Regions from separate parts of the Mus musculus genome. Here all the other regions are linked to region 4. A link is a contact called in public Hi-C, HiChIP or PLAC-seq, Micro-C and promoter capture Hi-C data. All regions are on one chromosome and are shown on one strand. Each heading gives the region's core, a stretch centred on a gene start, on an enhancer-like site or on the middle of the called end of the contact. The rest is flanking DNA. Distances are from core to core; before and after follow the strand shown.

Region 1 (2,777 bases), core at 55-2,554, 340 kb after region 4:
TTTCCCATTGCTGGAAACACAACCATAGGGTCTCATGTAGCCCAGGCTGGCCTCAACCTAACTGTAGCTGAGGATGATCTTGGAACTTCTGAGCCTCCTGCCTCCATCTCTCAAGTGCTGGGTTGTTAGCTTATAGCACCACACCTGGCTTCATCCTGGGAATGAATCAAACCAATCGTTTCGTGTATACTGGGCAAATACTCGACCAGCTGCGAAAAGTCCCTAGCTCTTCACTTATTCTACAAATAAACTCCATTTCAACTATTCTCAAGCCCTTTCTCTAGTCCTGGGAGCTTGTGGGGCACTCATTGTAAGACTCTGCTAGGCCTTCAGTATTCCCCGTCTCTAGCGCCCATGAGCTGATTGTCCAAAGGAAGTAGGTTTTCCACACATCTGATTGAAAAAAAAAAAAAATCTCAGGCTGTCTCCTTTCTGTAGGGGCCAGGTCTAGCGCTCTGTGGCCTAAAGATGGTTTTGTGCTCAAGAGAACCCAGCCCTGTCAGGGAATTCTTGCTTGTGTCTTTTGTCCTTTCCTAGACCCTAACTAGCCCATCTTTGAGGAGATAGGAGGTAGTGCCTGGGAAGTCCAAATGCCTGCATACTCTCGGGTCCTAAGGCACCTGCCCTGGGTCAGAGCGGCCAGTGTCTAAGTCAACTTGCTCCACAGCGACCGATCAACCGTGGAGCTGGCACGCGGGCGCGCTGTCAGGTTTGGAGACGTCTGAGATTGGAGAATGCACCCCCGCCCTTCTCTGAGTGAGCGCGTGCGGGAGGCACAATTGTGTGTGGCTGTGATTCGCTGCACTTTAGATGGCAGTTATCAGCCAGACTGAGCGCCCTCAGTCCGGAGCACAAATGCCTCATACCCCAAATTACTTTTCCTCTGTCTCTTGCCCACCTCAAGCTGGTGCACTGTCCAGTCCTGTCCTCGTGGGGTCCCAGTCCCTTTAACCTAAAACCGATGGCAGGAGCTCCCGCCAGTTTCTAAGCAGCGGAGGCTACCGATTCCGGCGGAGGCGGGGGGCGGGGAAAGATGACTGAGACTTTAGGATTGGCCCCGCCGGGTGCATGTGGCCCCCGGCGAGCAGCCTCCACCCCCGCCCCGCAACCGCCGCCGCATTCCCAGGGGAGCGCGGAGGAGGAGCCGCTCCCCAACTTCGTGGCCCACGAAGGGGTGGGGGTCAGGGGCGGTCTCCCTTGCCCTGTCCGTCTCTGCCCCGAAGGTGCAGTCTGCTTCCAGAGCAGCCATTGCCATGGAGACCCCTGAAGCTATAAAGCCAGGTATCTAGGCGTCGGGCACCTCAGGAGCCGCCGAGCCCCCCAAGTAAAAAAGCAAGCGTCCCGGCCCCCGCAAGAAAGGAGGAGGCGGGGAGAGGCTCTGGGAGCTGGAGGAGCGGCGCTCCCCGCCGAGGCAGGAGGCAGGCGCGCCAGGCGGGAGCCACCCGCTCAACAGGGGAGCAGGGGCTGCCCGGGGTGCGGGTGAGTGGCGTTGCTCCAAGCCACGAGGGACCAAGGGGCGTCGGATACAGGGAAGAGGGCCCAAGAGTTGAGGAGGCCGAGCTTGGAGCTTGAGCGGGAGTCGAAGCAGCCAGCAGCCCACACCTCCAGGCGTGGGGGGCCAGGGAGGAAAAGCAAGACGCCCTGGGAGCGGCGAGGCAGCCGAGCGGTAGGGAGACCTGAGCGGGAACTGCAGGACACTTGGTTGCAGCCACCTACACGCCGCTTGGAAAGAGCGGTACCGGTGTCCGGGCCGGGGCCGTAGCCCCGTGGGGTGAGGGAACAGGGGCGCCCCCGTGCGTCGGACTTCCGGGGCGCGGCGGCCGGAGCCATGCTCAAGCCCAAGGACCTGTGTCCCCGAGCGGGGACGCGCACCTTCCTTGAGGCCATGCAGGCCGGCAAAGTGCACTTGGCCCGTTTCGTGCTGGACGCGCTGGACCGCAGCATCATCGACTGCCGCGCAGAGCAGGGCCGGACGCCGCTTATGGTGGCCGTGGGGCTGCCGGACCCCGCGATGCGCTCGCGCTTCGTGCGACTGCTGCTGGAGCAAGGTGCAGCCGTGAACCTGCGGGACGAGCGGGGCCGCACTGCACTCAGCCTGGCCTGCGAGCGAGGCCACTTAGACGCCGTGCAGCTCCTGGTGCAGTTCAGCGGCGATCCGGAGGCGACGGACTCGGCGGGCAACAGCCCGGTGATGTGGGCGGCGGCGTGCGGCCACGGGGCGGTGCTGGAGTTCTTGGTGCGCTCTTTCCGCCGCCTGGGCTTACGCCTTGACCGCACCAACCGGGCGGGCCTCACCGCACTGCAGCTGGCTGCCTCCCGCGGCCACGGGACCTGTGTGCAAGCCCTCACCGGGCCTTGGGGTCGGGCAGCCGCTGCGGCAGCGGCCCGGGGTTCCAACTCCGACAGTCCCCCTGGCCACCCTGCCCCGGCGCCCAGCCCAGAGCGGCGACGACCCAGTCCCCGTCGTTTACCGCGCCCTCTTTTGGCACGGTTTGCGCGAGCTGCCGGCGGCCACGGTCACGGTCACGGCCATGGCCACGGCCACGGAGGCGAGCTTGCCTCTGCTGGCAAGGGCTCGGTCCGTTATAGGGCACAAGGCAATGAGAGACCAGAGTTGGGCCGGAGCATGAGCCTAGCTCTGGGTACCATGACCGAGGAGGAGACAGCACGCCTTAGGGCAGGAGCTCTGATGGCTCGACCAAACTCACCCCAGTCTTCGGGGAGTGGGCGGTGGCGTTCGCAGGAGGTGCTGGAGGGAGCGCCACTGGCCTTAATGC
Region 2 (3,005 bases), core at 388-2,887, 400 kb after region 4:
TAGAACCTGAGATGATAACGACGGCAGGTGATGCAAACACCTGCAGAAGATCAGCAACTCCTCGGCTCCACATCCCGCCAGTCCTGGAGTGGAAAAGCAAGGAACCAAGCAGAACACTAAAGCCATCTCAGGCTGGTTGTAGTAGAACAGGCCAGTAACTCCACCATTTGGGAGAGGGAGGCAGGAGTTCAAGGCCACCCTGGGCTACATACTGAGATCAAGCCTGAGCTACTTGAGTCATTATCTTTTTTTATCTTTTCTTAAATTGACTTACCCAAATTGATTTGGGGAACAAGGAGTACAAGAGGTTAGATCATAGCATATGGATATAAAGTATATTCTCTGCACAAGGCACCAGAGGGGGTTAGAAGGCATTAGAGGGGCTGAAAAGGTGTTGACCTGCGTGCTGGCAAACACTGGATCAGCCTTTAACTCACGCTAAGGCACTGAACGGGGCACTGGGGACAGAGTTCAAGCTTTAGGTCTCAGTTTCAGCCCTGGATGCTATGTGGTTCGTCCTTTCTCGCTGATCTGTAAAAGGTTTTATTTATTGTGGGTGTGTGTGTATTGGTATGTGTGTGTTGGTATGTGTGTGTTGGTATGTGTGTATTGGTATGTGTGTGTAGGTATGGGCTCGTGTGACACACACATGTATGGAGTCAGAGGATGACTTGTGGAGTCTGTTCTCTCTTCTACCATGCAGAGGGTAGGACTCTGGTCATCAGGCTTAGTGGTAAGCGCTCTTACCCAGACACATCTGTACCTTGGTAAATACTCAGCTTCCATGCCTCCGACCTCATTATAGTCAAAGTCAGTCATGTTAAAAGCATGCTGCACCTGCTCCGTAGGGAGCTGTTGAAGTCAGAATAGAGTAACTTTTGGTAGAGCAAGAATTTTGTTTTCAGTTCCAATGAAGAGTGCACCTTCACTGGCCTTGCCTTAGACTTTCACCTTAAGACATCAACAAGTTATTCTGAAGGCCTGTGCTAACCCTGAAAGACTTTCCTACCTGCCTGAGATCACAGCTCGAGCAATAGGCCACAACTTCCTCCAGCAGGAAGGAAGGAGTTCACTTCCAGACTCGGGTCTGGCATCAGTTAGAACACTCTGACTTGTGAGGAGGATGCCTCTAACAGGGCCCCAAGCAAGTTAGGGCACAAAGTGCTTTGTGAATGGGGAGAGCTTATTCCACAGTCTTCCTCCAAACGGGGAGAAAGAAGTCCTGTTCTTCCCAGTTGTGCATCTGTCTTTCCTTCTCCCAGGCCCAGCATTCTGTTCTTCTTGCTTTCATGAGACCAGATCAAAGCCACCTGTAGCCTCTACACAAAACAAAGGCTTCCTTTTCCTAAGACAATGGGCATCAAATATGAGGGAGTCTGGTGGGTGGGCCCCTGAAATTCCAGCCCTCTGGGGAATGTGACCAGAGTACCTGGGGTTTGATGGCAGCCTATGCCCTGCAGTGATCTTAGCTTAAAAATAAACAAAAATGAAAGGGAAACGGAAAGGGTTCTATTTTGTGGTTTTATGCTTTTGTAAAGAAAACTGAAGCGATGGCAGACATTGTTGATGACAGGCACTGTTGGCAGTGACATCCTTTCCTGTCCTCAAAGGCTGAAGTTGGCGGAGGTCAGAGAGTGGGGGGTGTATGGGGTGAGGTGTGGGGTGTGAACAGAGCTGCAGGGTGTCCTGGCTCCTCCCACTCCTGCTTGTACTTTCAGAAACAAGATTTGCCCATACAGCAACTTGGCTGCCTAGACTGCTGAAGTATTCACTAGGTAGAAGCTTACTTAAGTTAAAGGCTCTCAATTTCCTGGGCAATACAGGGCACTGGGGACTAAGAAGGACTTGATTACAGAAAGGCAGTTTCATCATTTATTATCTTCAGTATAAGAAGCAAACTGAAGATGTTTGCAGAACTGTATTTTGGTTGAAGGAAAATATTTACTTTCTTTGTCTTTCAGATACATTTTTTCTGGCTTACCCTGTCGAATTTGCCCAAGTGTTTCAGTTGAGAGATTAGTTAGGGAATCTGCTCTCTAACAAGCTTAGAGCAACAATGGTGACAAGTAGAGGAGACTCAGGCACCAGCACGAGTGGACATCAGGTGACTGACATTTTAGTGTGAAATAAATAAATAAATGCTTATTATCCTACTGAAGAAACAAAAGCCTTAATGACACACACACCCCCACAGCCCCCCACACACCCAGCCAGTGCGCCCCTTTGGGTGCACAGTGTTCCATCAGACTTACTGTTTTCCATATTAGTCCCCACTTCAGTCCTTTCTGTTCTGACCCCTGCTTTCCTGACACCTAAGGAAAATGGTCTCTGTCCCCTCAGCAGCCCTGTGTCCTGCATGACAGGTTGCTGAGTACTCTGTCCCCAAAGGCCGGTACCTTTGAACTTAAGGAAAGCTGGTGTGTGTGTGTGTGTGTGTGTGTGTGTCATTTTACCTGCTTCTTTCTGGACACCCTCTAGAAGGACAGAGAGAGACGGAAGAAATGGCCGGCCAGCTGCCTTCTTATAACCCAAAGGCAGCTGCTCTAAGTCTGGGATACATAAGTTTCTACCACCGTAGAGTAAGTCCTCTCCAAAATGAAGCCATTTATCACCTTAGTTTGCAAGTGTAGATGAATTGCCAGCAACAGAAATGTAACAAAAACTATTTTATTATAAAATACACAGTGAAAGGAGAGTACATGTTATAAAATTACAAAAGAGAGAAGGCAGAAGCCAGAGGGCTAAAAAGCAGCTGTCTGCACAGAAACCTTTTGAATAAACCAGATGAGGCTGCCAGGGCACAGCCACCTGGCTGAAAGCTGTGCTACTGAGAGTGACCCCTAGTGAAGGACTGCTGATGTGTCTAAGTGTGCTCTAAACAAATCACAGCAGCCCCAGACCAGTTCTTCACCATACCCATGGCTTAGGCAGGGCTCTGGGAGCCGCCTGGCTGCTTGTCTTGCTGAGTGAGCAAAGCTTCCGGGCTGATTGTCTTCCCCAGCTTC
Region 3 (2,810 bases), core at 238-2,737, 450 kb after region 4:
ACATAACTAAACAAAACAAGCCGGGTGATGGTAGCACACGCCTTTAATCCCAGCACTCAGGAGGCAGAGGCAGGCGGATTTCTGAGTTCGAGGTTAGCCTGGTCTACATAGTGAGTTCCAGGACAGCCGGGGCTATAAGGGGAAACCCTGTCTCGAAAAAAACAAAAAACAAAACAAAACAAAAATGTATTTATTCTCACCCCCCCCCCCCGCCGTGTGTGTGTGTGTGTGTGTGTGTGTGTGTGTGTGTAAGTCAGGCCACAACCTTAGAGTTGTTTCTCTCCTTCCACCATGGGGTTTCGGGGGTGGGGGAGGGGTGACCAAACAGGTCCTCAGTCTTGGTTAGCAATTATCTCTATCCACAGAGCCATCTCACCTGTCCGTGACTAGTTCCTTCTAGTTCAGACCCAAGTGCCATCTCATCAGGGAGGCCTCTGTTCAAATCTCCCTCTGCCCCGACTCCCCCACCCCCAAGCCTCATTGCTGGGTAATGAACTAAGGCCTTATGTACCTTGAACAAGTGCCCTTCCTGAGTTACATGTCCAAACCCTTCTGAAACCACACTAGTTCTACCTCCAATGCCGTCTTCTCTTGCTTTACACTTGTTAATACTGATTCTATCTGATGTTAAACATGTCTTATTGCCCATCCGCGACACACACCCCGATTCATTCCTCCCCAGAACTTAAGCTTCACAAAGGTTGGGATTTTGTGTCTTTTACTGTTCGCCTTCAGTGCTCAAAATGGTAGTCGATAAATTCTCTTCCATGAATGACAGCTTATGACAGCAATTACCCAGTTATTATAAGTTCCATAATTGAAATGCATCTTAAATTCTAACCTAGAAAAACCCTCTATATTTTATGATGAGGAAAAGCTGCAAGTGCTCTGCTCTTCAGATCCCTAAGCTGCTAGCAAAGTGAGAACACTTATTAGTTGAAAGCAGGTACTTTACAAACATCTTGAATCCTCCCAGAACTCCATAAAGCAGCATTAATATCTGCGTGCCCCCACCCCTCCGTAAACATGTTCAAGGTCAAATAAAAACGGCTGAGGTGAGTTTCAGAACCAGATCATATGGCAAATTCCAAACTCTCCCAGTCTTGCCCCCTGGCTGGATGCAGGGCTCCACGCCGTTGGGAAGGGGGTTTGGGGAGACCTGCTCTTGGCCGACCTCCTCGATCCTCCCCTCGCCAGCCGAGCACCCAGCGGCAGCAATTTGCGTCCGGTCCTTACCTCGCCTCCGCCATCCTGCATTCCCAATACTTGCTCTCGCCCTTCCGCAGACCTTTATCCTCCGAGTGCTAACTGAGTCTCCCTCAACCTTCAGCTGGCTCTGGAGCTGCGAAGATCGTCACCCCGTGCTCCTAAACAAAACCACGCACCCGATTCCTTCTCAGAATAGCCTCCTCACGCCCCCATCACGCACGGGCCGCCAAGTTTCAAATTTAACGTCTCTTGACGCAGACGTAGCCTCGCCGCTCCCCGCTCCCGCTCCTCCCAAAGCATTCTGGGGATTGTAGTGTATCCCGGGTTTAAGCACGCGCTGCGCAATGCACAATGGGAGTTGTAGTTTCAGGTTTGAGGTGCAAGGACCAATGGTTGTCCTAGCACTGCAGCGTGCTCAGGCACTTCGAGTTTGCTCTGTGTTTCCTTTCTAAGACAAGCCTTCGAACCCAGGGAGAGACACTTTATTAACAAGAGGTTCTTTGATGGTTTCAGTTTCATAACGTGTCTTTGAGTACATTACTCTTCTGGGTTGCTCCGAACAATTAACTGTGCTACGCCTAGGTCTTGTCTGAGCCCCAGGTCTTAACACCTGTCCAGGGATCCTTAGGCCACTCTCACCCAGCTGTTTCCTGTGGAAAGACTGTGTTCTCGTTTTTCTCTTTTACACAAGACCTGGTTTAGCACTGCACTTCCTTTCCCCAGCAAGCCCTTTGACCTCTACAACTTCTCAACTTTGACCAACTTCCTTTAAATTCTCTTGGAAGTGTACCATTTGTTCTCTCATGCAGCCTACCAGATGTCCTGTAAACTACGATCTAACACAGAATACAAACAGGGTAAGCGCTTTGCCTGTCTCACTGGAGCTAAAGGCTTGGTAATGCAGGCCTATAGTTCAGCTACTCTGGAGACTGAGATGTGAGGACCAAGACTTCAAGACCATCCAGGGCAACTTTACTTCACAATAAAAAGTTTGCTTTTGTTTTTTGTTTGTTTTTGTTTTTCAAAACAAGGGTTCTCTGTGTAGCCTTGGCTATCCTGGAACTCGCTCTGTAGATCAGGCTATAAAAATAACTTTTATTCTCCTGTTGTGATTGTTGTCTGAGGGGCTTACTGCCTCCATCTGCTGACCTAGATCCACTCCTAGAAAATTCTAGCCTCCATAAGATCTAATCTAGGTCAGCCTCTCAATTTTGTTGAATAAGCTCACCCTTTCTTGTTCTTTCTGAAGTCTACCTGGCTGGTTCAACTCAGCTGTTCTGGCTCAAACTCCTCTCCCAGCTGACTGACTCAATCTGGCTTCTCTCCCAGCCCCTGAATTGCTCTGCTTGGCCTCAAACTCACTCTAGCAGTCTTTTCTATTTCCTAATCTTCTGGCTCTTTCTCAATCTCTTGCTCATTCTGTCTTTACCTGTGTCCAGCTTGTTCTCTTTTCAACCTGCCTCCCTCTCCCTCCCGTGCTGCTCTACTCTCCCTCGCAACAATACTGCACTGCTCTCCAGGACTGCTGTATCCTGTACTACACTCTCTTCCTTACTGCACTGCCTCTCCCTTAAGACTCAATCTTCCCTCCCTCTCTCGTC
Region 4 (2,802 bases), core at 232-2,731:
CGCCAAAAATGACTGCTAATAGATACCATGTTGGACAGTGCAGATATAGAATATTATTATCACAGAAAATTCTATTGGAAACGCTTGTTCGATCCAGTATCTAGAATCAGTACCTTCTCGTATTCTCAGCATCAAACACATCATTTATATCACCATCCCAAACATTTTACTCCATTTACATCTATCAACTTGTAAAGGTTTCCAGCCATTCACATAGTCAAGAAGTACACTGCTTGAACCTAACCTTTAATGACCAAATACCTTACGATATATTTCCTTCCATATTTATAAATCATCTCTCCAACAATCTGACCAATGAAATGCCATCCCCATGAAGTCTACTTTAGCACAAGACAATGAACCTATGAGACATACAAGGGACTCAACGGAACCAATTTAACTGAAATGAAAACTAACGGTCAACCTTGGTGTCTAGAATAAACTGCTGCTTTGGGTTTTAGCCACATGCTTTATCTCTGTTAACTTCTGTCTTAGTCACAGTTTTATTGCTGTGAAGAGACACCATGGCCACAACTCTTATAGCAGGAAGCAGTTAATTGGGGGTCTTGCTTACAGTTTCAGAGACTTATATAGCAGTCATCATGGGGAACCTGCGAGCAAACACAATGCTGAAGGAGTAGCCAAGAACGTCCACAAACAGCAGGCAGAGTTTTGGAAACCTCAAAGCTCATCCCTCATTAACACATCTCCTCCAACAAGGCCACCCCTCCTCCTAATCCTTTCAAACAGTGCCACTCTCAGTTGACTCGGCATTCAAATATATGAGCATAAATCAAACTACAACGTCTAGTACATTTTAAAAATTGCAGTAGGCAATATTTTTCTTCCCAAAGGGAATCCAAAGTCTTTTGGATGGGAAAGGAAATTTATGTAATCTAACACACCGATTTGTCTTTACTAATGTTGGACCTGCAGAAACCCGAAACTCTATTATTGTGCTCGGACGGAGCCTACAATTTAAAGTTCACTCGTCGCCTTCAGACCACGGAAGCAGGGAACGTCGGTCAGAAACACATACCACAAGGAGTTGGCGAGAGACGGTGGGACCGGATCCCGGAGCCCTGACCAAAGATGATGGGCGGGGCGAACCCGGAGGCCCACGGCGCACCGCGCAGACGACACGACCCCGGGAATGGAGCGGCTTTGGGAAAGGAGAAGCGAAACGCGGCGCTCCAGGAGAAGGAGAGCGGGCCGTTGGCGCTCGCGCGGTCCGGTCGGCTGCAGGGCCTTTCCGAGATCGCCCCGACGACCGAGCGACCTCAGCAACCCGCGCCCGCCCTTCAGCACTCAAACAGAACCCGAGCCCTCTCAGGAGCCCAGAACGGAAAGGAGCATTCTGACCCGCCACCGACCACCTGCTTGACTTGTCTGGGGTCCTCGCGCTCCTTGGAGTCGGACGTCACCTCTCAACGTCCCTGAAGTATTCAAATCTAACCGCCCTAGTGATGCGCATGCTCAGTGCTGCGCGCCGCGCAGACCCCACCCCTTCGGCTCCAGACCGGCCCCGCCCCTAAGACATAAACTTCTCTGTCCTCCTCTGCTCTGACTTAAGTTCCCTCGGGTTTTTCTTCTTTTCTACAGAATTTTCTTCGTCTCTGTTATTCTGAGAACGGCCATCTTCTTTCGAGTGTTTGCAGAGTAAACAATCGCACTGTTGGCTTCCGTACAAAATGGCGACTTCCATGGTATTGCGTCACAGCGCTCTGTGTCTACTCCCTATAGCTACCAGGAAGAAACTAGCTTCTGGGACGAGGTGGCCGAGTGGTTAAGGCGATGGACTGCTAATCCATTGTGCTCTGCACGCATGGGTTCGAATCCCATCCTCGTCGAAAGTGTCTTTTGCTAATTAGTGTAATGTGAATTTATAATCCACAGGATGGAAGTGATTAAATATTGCTTCGGGTTTTAATTCCGATCAGGTTCTATCTAACACAATTAGTCTCAGCATCGAGGTGTTTTAGTTGGTGATATTGTAATTTGAAGGAATTTGATATTTGAAATCAGCTGAAGGAATTGAGATATTTGAAAGGCTGCTTTTGGAATGTTATGACTCACAGATGAAGAAAAAGCAGATAAAGAGACTTTTTTCTAGGAATTTAATTTCTTACAAAGTAAAATAACAGGACATGTTCAGTGGTGGTCTGGAACATGAAATGTCCTAGCTCTGAGATGAATGCTTTCAGTCTTTAATGAGCTCTTACTCCGAGGGCTTTGTTTTGTTTTTGTTATTTTGAGACACAGTTTTACTGTGTAGCAGTCTAGCCTCCAGGTTAAAAATCATCCTGTCTCGCCTTCCCAAATGCTAGGATTACAAAGCTATACCCCCATAATCGCTATTTTGGGGGTTTAATACCTGTCCTGATCGTGAAGTACCATATTGCATTACAAATGCCACCTCTTCCAGCCCTTAAGCAAGCTATGGGATTTGTTTTCAATGTATACATTAAAAAGGTGCCCATGGGGGTGGGGGTAGGGGTGGGGGTGGGGGTGGGGGTGGGGGGGTAACCCAAGTGAACCCTTTGCAGGGCAGTGGTGGCGCAGACCTTTAATCCCAGCAGTTGGGAGGCAGAGGCAGGCGGATTTCTGAGTTCGAAGCCAGCCTGGTCTACAGAGTGAGTTCCAGCATGAGTTCCAGGACAGTCTGGGCTACACAGAAACACTGTCTCAATCCCCCCACCCCCACCCCAAAACAAAACTCCCAAAAACAAAACAAACAAACAAACAAAAATGCCCATGACATTTGAAATCTTGCTATGATCCAGAAACTACTGAAGAAGAGGA
Region 5 (2,872 bases), core at 371-2,870, 430 kb after region 4:
GGCCATAAATCCCATTCAAAGCCACTTGTGAAATTACTTTCCTGCTACTAGTAACTAAGAAACTGCCATTTTTTTTTTAGGTTGGGTATGTACATCAAAGCCTGGCATGCTTGAGTTTTCTGTATTAAAAAACAGTAAAATAAATAAATAAATGAAAGGAACGTGTACCTGGCCCCCAGCTCCTTCTTGCTGAACAGCCTGCATTGCCTTCAGCCTCCTCTCCATCTCTTCGATCTGCTTCTGCATCTCCTCCCTCTTCTTTGCACTGGTCAACAGCTCGGCTGCAAACAGTGAAATTAGCTGAGCCATTTCTTTTCACGATTCATCCTGTAAAAACTGCCTCTGAGGCTCATACCCTCAGCGTACAAATCAATATTAACGAAAAGGAGCAGTGGAGGAGAACGCCCTCGATTTGAGGTCTGCTTCTCTATTCTTTTATGTATCTAGTCTAGAAAAAGAGGAACAGCTGCAATGCACAGGTACAACGGAAAATAGGTCCCAATGATACCAAGTCCTTGGCCATACGAAGCTAATATCCAAGTATGTCAGGATCACAAAAAGTAATAAGAGAATCATTTAGTGTTCTCAGCTAACTTGGGCTATAAGCAAGACTTTCTCAGAAACGCCAAAAGTATCTATACAACAGGGCATGGAATGCAGCTTAGTTGGTAGCGTGCTTGCCTAGCATGAAACCCTGGGTCTGTAAGAACAAGGCTCAGTGATGCATGCCTGTAAGCTCGGTCCTTGGGAGGTAGAGACAGGAAGATTCAAAGTCAATATCATCCCTAGATACACAGCAGTTCAAGGCCAGACTAAGTTAGTTACAGGAGTAGATTTCTTAAACAAATAAACAAGCAAAACACCCCCCAAACATAGCCCAGTGATAGATCACTTGATTTACAGTGCAAGCCTGAAGCGCAATACTTAGTATAGCAAAAATGTCAAACAGCAACAGTACCAAACGGAGGGTACTTATGGAGATGCTTAGGAGATGAAGATACGCAGGTGGGGCGGAGCGAGGCGGGAGTGATGGTTCAGTGAGCACCGCCTGCTCTTCCAGAGGTCCTGATTCAATCCCCAGCAACCACATGGTGGCTCACAACCATCTGTAATGGGATCCGATGCTCTCTTCTGGCATGCAGGTGTACATGCAGATAGAGCACTCCTATACATAGTAAGTAAATCTTAAAAAAAAAAAAATAAAAGGCCATGTAGGTCATATCTACTAAAAACCAGTGATTTTTTTGATAAAATGCAATGATAAGGCTAAAACTGAATGATGAGGGATCAGTCATATAAAGATTTAGGAGAAGTCTGTCAATACAGGAAGACTACTGTATTGAACAATCCAGGAAAGCCAGCTTGCTTATAGCTTCTCAGAAGGAAAGCAGTAAAAGGTGGGGTTGGAGAGGTAGACATGTGGTATTGTGAAGAAACAGGCACTGGATTTGGCAAAAGGGCCTCTGACGACCATGAACAGAGAGATTACCTATGAGAACACTGGCAATGAGAAGACTGGGAAGTCGGGTTGGGAAGATGGCTCGGTGTGAGTGCGCCTGCCATGCAAGCACGACAGCTGCACTTTAGATGGGGATTCCCCAGAGCAAACTGGCTAGCCACACTAGTCATAGACAAGCTCTCAAGTGATGGAGGGAAAATCCCAGCGTCACACAAATGTGCATGCATATGCATACACGTATATAACAGTAATTTCCAACCCCAATAAGCCCGTATAAAAAACACACAATCCAGTTATTATATTTATACACTATATGCCTAGATTGGGCAGATCTAGCACTATACAAGCTCATTCCTCAGCTATGAGCCTTTGCTACTTGCAGTTTCTTCTGGCCATGTGGTTCTGCTCCATCTTCTTTCTCCTTCCCTTCTTCTGTCCTCCCCTCTCCTTCCTTCTCTCCTTCCACCTTTGTCCTCCACTGTCCAATCACAGGCTCTAGCCTTTATTTGACCAAATAAAATGAGGAAAAGGTTCACACGGGATCCCCAGAGTACAGGATCCATCCACTGCTGGCAGGTGGGAGGGAAGTCCCACCTGAGGAGGCAGAATTAACATCGGAATACAAACAGCACCAGAGCAACCAACAGCATGGGGTGTATGTGCTTGTTTGAATAAGAATGGCTCTGAAAAGCTCCTATATTTGAATGTTAGTCAGGGGGTGAACTTTGGGGTTTCAAAAGACCAAGCCAGGCCCTGTGTCTCTCTCTTCCTGTTGCCTGCAGATCCAGATGTAGACAGGTAGCTCCTTCTCCAGCACCATGTCTGCCTCAGTGCCACCATGCTCTCCACCCTGACAATGGACTAAACCTCTGAAACTGTAAGCAAGCTCCAATTCATTATGTTCTTTTTAAGAATTACTAATGCCTTGGTCATGGTGTCTCTTCACAGAAATAGAACAGTAACTAAGAAAGAATGCAAACCCTGCCCCCTCCCTACAACACACACATACACAGGAGAAGAATAAGAGATGGACAGAAAGATGGCTCAGTGGATAAAAGCCCTTGCCACTCCAAGATGCAGTCCTAACAACCTAAGTTGTCTCCAGAGCCCATGTTACCGTAGAGAAAACTCCACAGTAATGACTTCTGCCCCCCACCCACAGTGCATGCCACGCCCTCCCCTGCCCTGAATAACAGGAGTAAGGTGTTTGTTGTTGCTGTTTGCTTTTTTAAAGAATAGGAAGTTTGCGGGCAGAGGTGGCGCACACCTTTAGTCCCAGCGCTTGGGAGGCAGAGGCAGGCAGATTTCTGAGTTCGAGGCCAGCCTGATCTACAGAGTGAGTTCCAGGACAGCCAGGGCTACACAGAGAAACCCTGTCTAGAAAAAAAAAAAAAAAAAAAGAATAGGAAGTTT
Region 6 (2,952 bases), core at 152-2,651, 300 kb after region 4:
GCTGTGGGGAGATACATAGAGTTCTATGTGATTATAGCGTCTAGTGCATATGTCAACAACTATATACAGGGATCTATAAATTAAACGCATGTCTGGCCACTGCAACTAGGTTGACGTACCTGAGCTCCGCTACTTTTGGTGCTCTCTTCTTTGGGAGAGCCTCGGCTTATTTAAAAAAAAAAAAAAAAAAGAGCCCCTACACAACTCCCTACCTTCCCCTGAGTCTTGGGGAGGGGGCGCCCGAGTCACCCCCTGCGTTTAGGAAACACCAGAGCTAGCAGCGCTGAAGGGCTGGGTGCTAGGCTCTCTCCACCCTCCCCCCCAGTTCCCCTTATGGCTCAGGGCCCTGGCGCAGCACGGTGCTGGGAAGATCAAACCCCGAGTCCCCGGCGAATCGTGGTCCCTTGGCTGAAGATCCGGTTGTGCATTACCGGCTCCCGGGGCAAACTGGCGATCGCTGAGGTGTGTGGGGGCGTACGCTCGCGTAGGGGTCACTCCGGCGGGCTCCGGAGCCGGTCCTGCTGCAAAGTCCTGCTTGGGGGCTTAGGGGACGATGATTCCCGACCGTCCCCAACGCGGAGAGATTCAACGACTCCGGGGCTCTTCGGCCGCTTCCTCTTCGTCCTCGTCCAGCCCCCGCGGCCGTTCGAGCGGCCCAGCCAGGGGGCTGTCTGCAGCGGGCTCCGGGGGCGCCGGCCTCGCCGCCTGCAGCGGGGGTGCGTCGCGTGGCGCCTCGCGGCGGGACGACCCGGTGGTGTTGGGCCCCGCCGCCACCCCCGAAGTCCCAGACGGGCCGGTGGTGTTGGAGCCGCTGGGGGGCGGGCCGACGGCTCCCCCCGAGGTCCCGGCACCCACCGGCTGCCAGATGAGACTGTAGTAGACGGCCAGTACGATGGCGGCCAGCGACACGGAGAGCACGTAGGCGAACACCGTGGCTAGCCGGACCCACTTCTTGTTGGTCTTGGCCGCCATCTTCGCCTTCTTGTCCCCGGTGTAGGTGGCCGGCTTGCCCCGCTCGGCCGGGGCCGCGTCGCGCTCCTTCATGGGGGGGCCCCGGCCTTTGCCCCGGTGCTCCACGGCCCCGGCTGGAGGGGGCCTGGCGGCCTGCGAGGACTGGGCAGGGGGCGTCTCGGCGCCCTGGCTTCCCGGCGGCCCCGCGCTCCGCCGCTGCTCCTCACGCCGCCCGCCCGCAGCCCGCCACCGCGTCGCTGCCGCCGCCGGGGCCTGGGCCCGTCACCGCCGCCAGCGCCGCCGCCGCCGCCGGCCCGCCAGCTGCTTCCCGGCCGCCGCCACAGCCACAGCCGCCCGACTCCGCGTCCCCATCCGCTGCCGCTGCCGCCGCCTGCCCGGCCGCCGGCCGCCTGGTCTCCAGTGGCCGCGCGGACCGCGCGCTCCGGCTCTAGCCCGGCTCCCCCGCGGGGCGCGCCGGTGCAGGGGGCGGGGCCGCGCGCTGCCGGGGGGCTGCCCCTTAAAAGGGCGATGTAGGGGCCCGGAAGTGCCGCGCTGGGAGGCGGCTGCGGCGGGGAATCGTGGGCCCCGTGGGGGACGCCCAGTTAAGAGAGAGTTAAGGGAGGCTGGGCCTTAAAGGGGCGACAGGAGCTTCTTTAAAGGGGGAAAGGCACTTTGCGGGAGGGAGTGCGGAACCGGGAGGTGGCAGGGAGGGGCAGGCTCCGTAGAAAGCTGTCAACTCAGGCGTCTCCTCACATGGCCCAGGCTAGGAGATGGTAGGTGGGAGAACTAACCAGGCCCACCTACACCGGGTCTCCGAAGTGGAGCTAACACTAAGCTTGTGCTCTCGGGTAGCTCTAGAATAGTGAGGGGATAGTGTCCCAGATCCCTTCACCCCAAAGAGCCTGGTTCGGGTCTGGGAACCTGGCGCCCGCACACCGCAGTCAGTCTCGCTTCCTTTTTTCTGTTGGTCTGGACTCCGAGACCACTCGAATCTTGCCTGATTGGGTCCTCTTAGGACCCTTGAGTCAGACTACTGTGAGCCACAGGGACAAGAGCCAAAGGTTGAGTTTGTTTCTTAGGCTGACCTGCCAGCATAATCTCAAATCCCACAACAGGTCTCAGGTCCTACTTTCTGGTCTTCTGACTTTCAGGACTGGTCTCGAATTGTACCCAAGGGGCTGCACTGAACTGGTGGAGGACATCTCCCAGCGTTTTCATTCTTTGATTCTCTTCAACCCCAGGATGTAGAGAACTGTCTTTTCCCATTGAGGCTTGTTCCTTCCAGGCTTCAGCCTTTTTGCTCTTAGGGCCCTTTGGATGCCGGCCACCCCTCTGCACGCAGGGACTCTTAGTACCACCCTTTCTATACTTTCACCCTCTTCCCCTTTGCTTGTTTCATCCCTATTTCCTCTTTGTAATTCACCGCGATTGATTTCTGGGTGCCTCTTGCTTGACTCTCCCTGTGTTCCCAAAACTGTCTTTGTGAGCAGCCTGGATGTCTCAGTGGATTAGAGAACTATGAGTCTGAGTAGGAGAAAGGTCTGTGGTCCTGATGTAGTTGGGGTGGGGCGTGGCCTCTGCGAGGGCCCCACTGACTTCTAACCTCTTGGGCAGGACTCCCTCTGCCCTTTCCACTTCTCCCTTTCCTTTGACTTTGACTTTCCTTATCCAAGCCCTTCCCCAAATTTTCCATCCCATGGAAGCGCTACCAGAATGCAGTGTACTAGTGGGCTTCGAACCACAAGTTTCTAATCTGGTCCTGGTTGGAGGCTCAGGTGGGGCTGTGTCTCTAGCAATGGGCCACCCAATACTATTTCAAGGAGCCTTTTGTTTGTTTGTTTTTTGTTTGTTTGGTTGGTTGGTTTGGTTTTTCGAGACAGGATTTCTCTGTGTAGCCCTGGCTGTCCTGGAACTCACTCTGTAGACCAGGCTGGCCTCGGACTCCGAAATCCACCTGCCTCTGCCTCCCAAGTGTGGGATTAAAGGCATGCGCCACCACTG

Evidence for each region. Promoter capture Hi-C pulls out the DNA fragments that hold promoters and counts their contacts. A called contact is a pair of places that touch in the nucleus more often than the background predicts. HiChIP or PLAC-seq counts read pairs in DNA pulled down with a chosen protein or histone mark. Capture Hi-C pulls out chosen DNA fragments and counts their contacts.
Region 1: a contact with region 4 is called in a Micro-C map of embryonic stem cells, with 4 times the contacts expected there. The contact joins the promoter of Ankrd63 here to the promoter of Knl1 in region 4. A contact is called at or near these places in 2 of 39 promoter capture datasets (neural stem cells and pre-B cells), 1 of 484 Hi-C or Micro-C datasets (embryonic stem cells), 1 of 115 datasets of contacts at active chromatin or transcription factors (the SCID.adh cell line) and 3 of 9 other capture datasets (adipose tissue, liver and macrophages).
Region 2: a contact with region 4 is called in a promoter capture Hi-C map of pre-B cells, with 3 times the contacts expected there. The contact joins the enhancer-like site here to the promoter of Knl1 in region 4. A contact is called at or near these places in 4 of 39 promoter capture datasets (3T3-L1-derived adipocytes, hippocampal neurons, neural stem cells and 1 more), 2 of 484 Hi-C or Micro-C datasets (both in cortical neurons) and 2 of 115 datasets of contacts at active chromatin or transcription factors (bone marrow-derived macrophages and memory CD8 T cells).
Region 3: a contact with region 4 is called in a promoter capture Hi-C map of pancreatic islet. The contact joins the promoter of Bub1b here to the promoter of Knl1 in region 4. A contact is called at or near these places in 2 of 39 promoter capture datasets (hippocampal neurons and pre-B cells), 1 of 115 datasets of contacts at active chromatin or transcription factors (pro-B cells) and 1 of 9 other capture datasets (pancreatic islet).
Region 5: a Hi-C map of B cells shows a contact between it and region 4, with 6 read pairs. The contact joins the enhancer-like site here to the promoter of Knl1 in region 4. A contact is called at or near these places in 1 of 39 promoter capture datasets (hematopoietic stem and progenitor cells), 3 of 484 Hi-C or Micro-C datasets (B cells and cortical neurons) and 1 of 115 datasets of contacts at active chromatin or transcription factors (large pre-B cells).
Region 6: an H3K4me3 HiChIP or PLAC-seq map of pro-B cells shows a contact between it and region 4, with 4 times the contacts expected there. The contact joins the promoter of Inafm2 here to the promoter of Knl1 in region 4. A contact is called at or near these places in 1 of 39 promoter capture datasets (hematopoietic stem and progenitor cells), 2 of 115 datasets of contacts at active chromatin or transcription factors (bone marrow-derived macrophages and pro-B cells) and 1 of 9 other capture datasets (liver).

What each region holds. Positions count from the first base shown.
Region 1 is chr2:118,702,490-118,705,266 of GRCm38.p6, reverse strand. Ankrd63 (ankyrin repeat domain 63) reads left to right here and starts at 1,304. Exons shown (of 1, transcript NM_001081971.1): 1 at 1,304-2,777. The coding sequence starts at 1,829. It also overlaps a transcript of Plcb2 not described here.
Region 2 is chr2:118,641,238-118,644,242 of GRCm38.p6, reverse strand. Bub1b (BUB1B, mitotic checkpoint serine/threonine kinase) reads right to left here. Exons shown (of 23, transcript NM_009773.3): 23 at 2,651-3,005. The coding sequence ends at 2,924. Among named protein-coding and RNA genes, the nearest start is that of Pak6, 21 kb to the left of the region's middle. Within about 2 kb of position 1,637, at least 65 of the 459 cell types and tissues checked have an H3K27ac peak or open chromatin away from gene starts, as enhancers often do. A contact at or near this core is called in memory CD8 T cells and pre-B cells, where this site is marked.
Region 3 is chr2:118,596,888-118,599,697 of GRCm38.p6, reverse strand. Bub1b (BUB1B, mitotic checkpoint serine/threonine kinase) reads right to left here and starts at 1,487. Exons shown (of 23, transcript NM_009773.3): 1 at 1,237-1,487. The coding sequence starts at 1,250.
Region 4 is chr2:119,045,798-119,048,599 of GRCm38.p6, reverse strand. It overlaps Knl1 (kinetochore scaffold 1), which reads right to left and starts at 1,481. Exons shown (of 24, transcript NM_029617.3): 1 at 1,377-1,481. n-TSgct7 (a tRNA gene) reads left to right here and starts at 1,769; the gene lies at 1,769-1,850.
Region 5 is chr2:118,619,544-118,622,415 of GRCm38.p6, reverse strand. Bub1b (BUB1B, mitotic checkpoint serine/threonine kinase) reads right to left here. Exons shown (of 23, transcript NM_009773.3): 10 at 169-281. Among named protein-coding and RNA genes, the nearest start is that of Bub1b, 23 kb to the right of the region's middle. Within about 2 kb of position 1,620, at least 32 of the 459 cell types and tissues checked have an H3K27ac peak or open chromatin away from gene starts, as enhancers often do. A contact at or near this core is called in B cells, where this site is marked.
Region 6 is chr2:118,744,207-118,747,158 of GRCm38.p6, reverse strand. Inafm2 (InaF motif containing 2) reads right to left here and starts at 1,401. Exons shown (of 1, transcript NM_001301269.1): 1 at 1-1,401. The coding sequence starts at 1,044. The coding sequence ends at 586.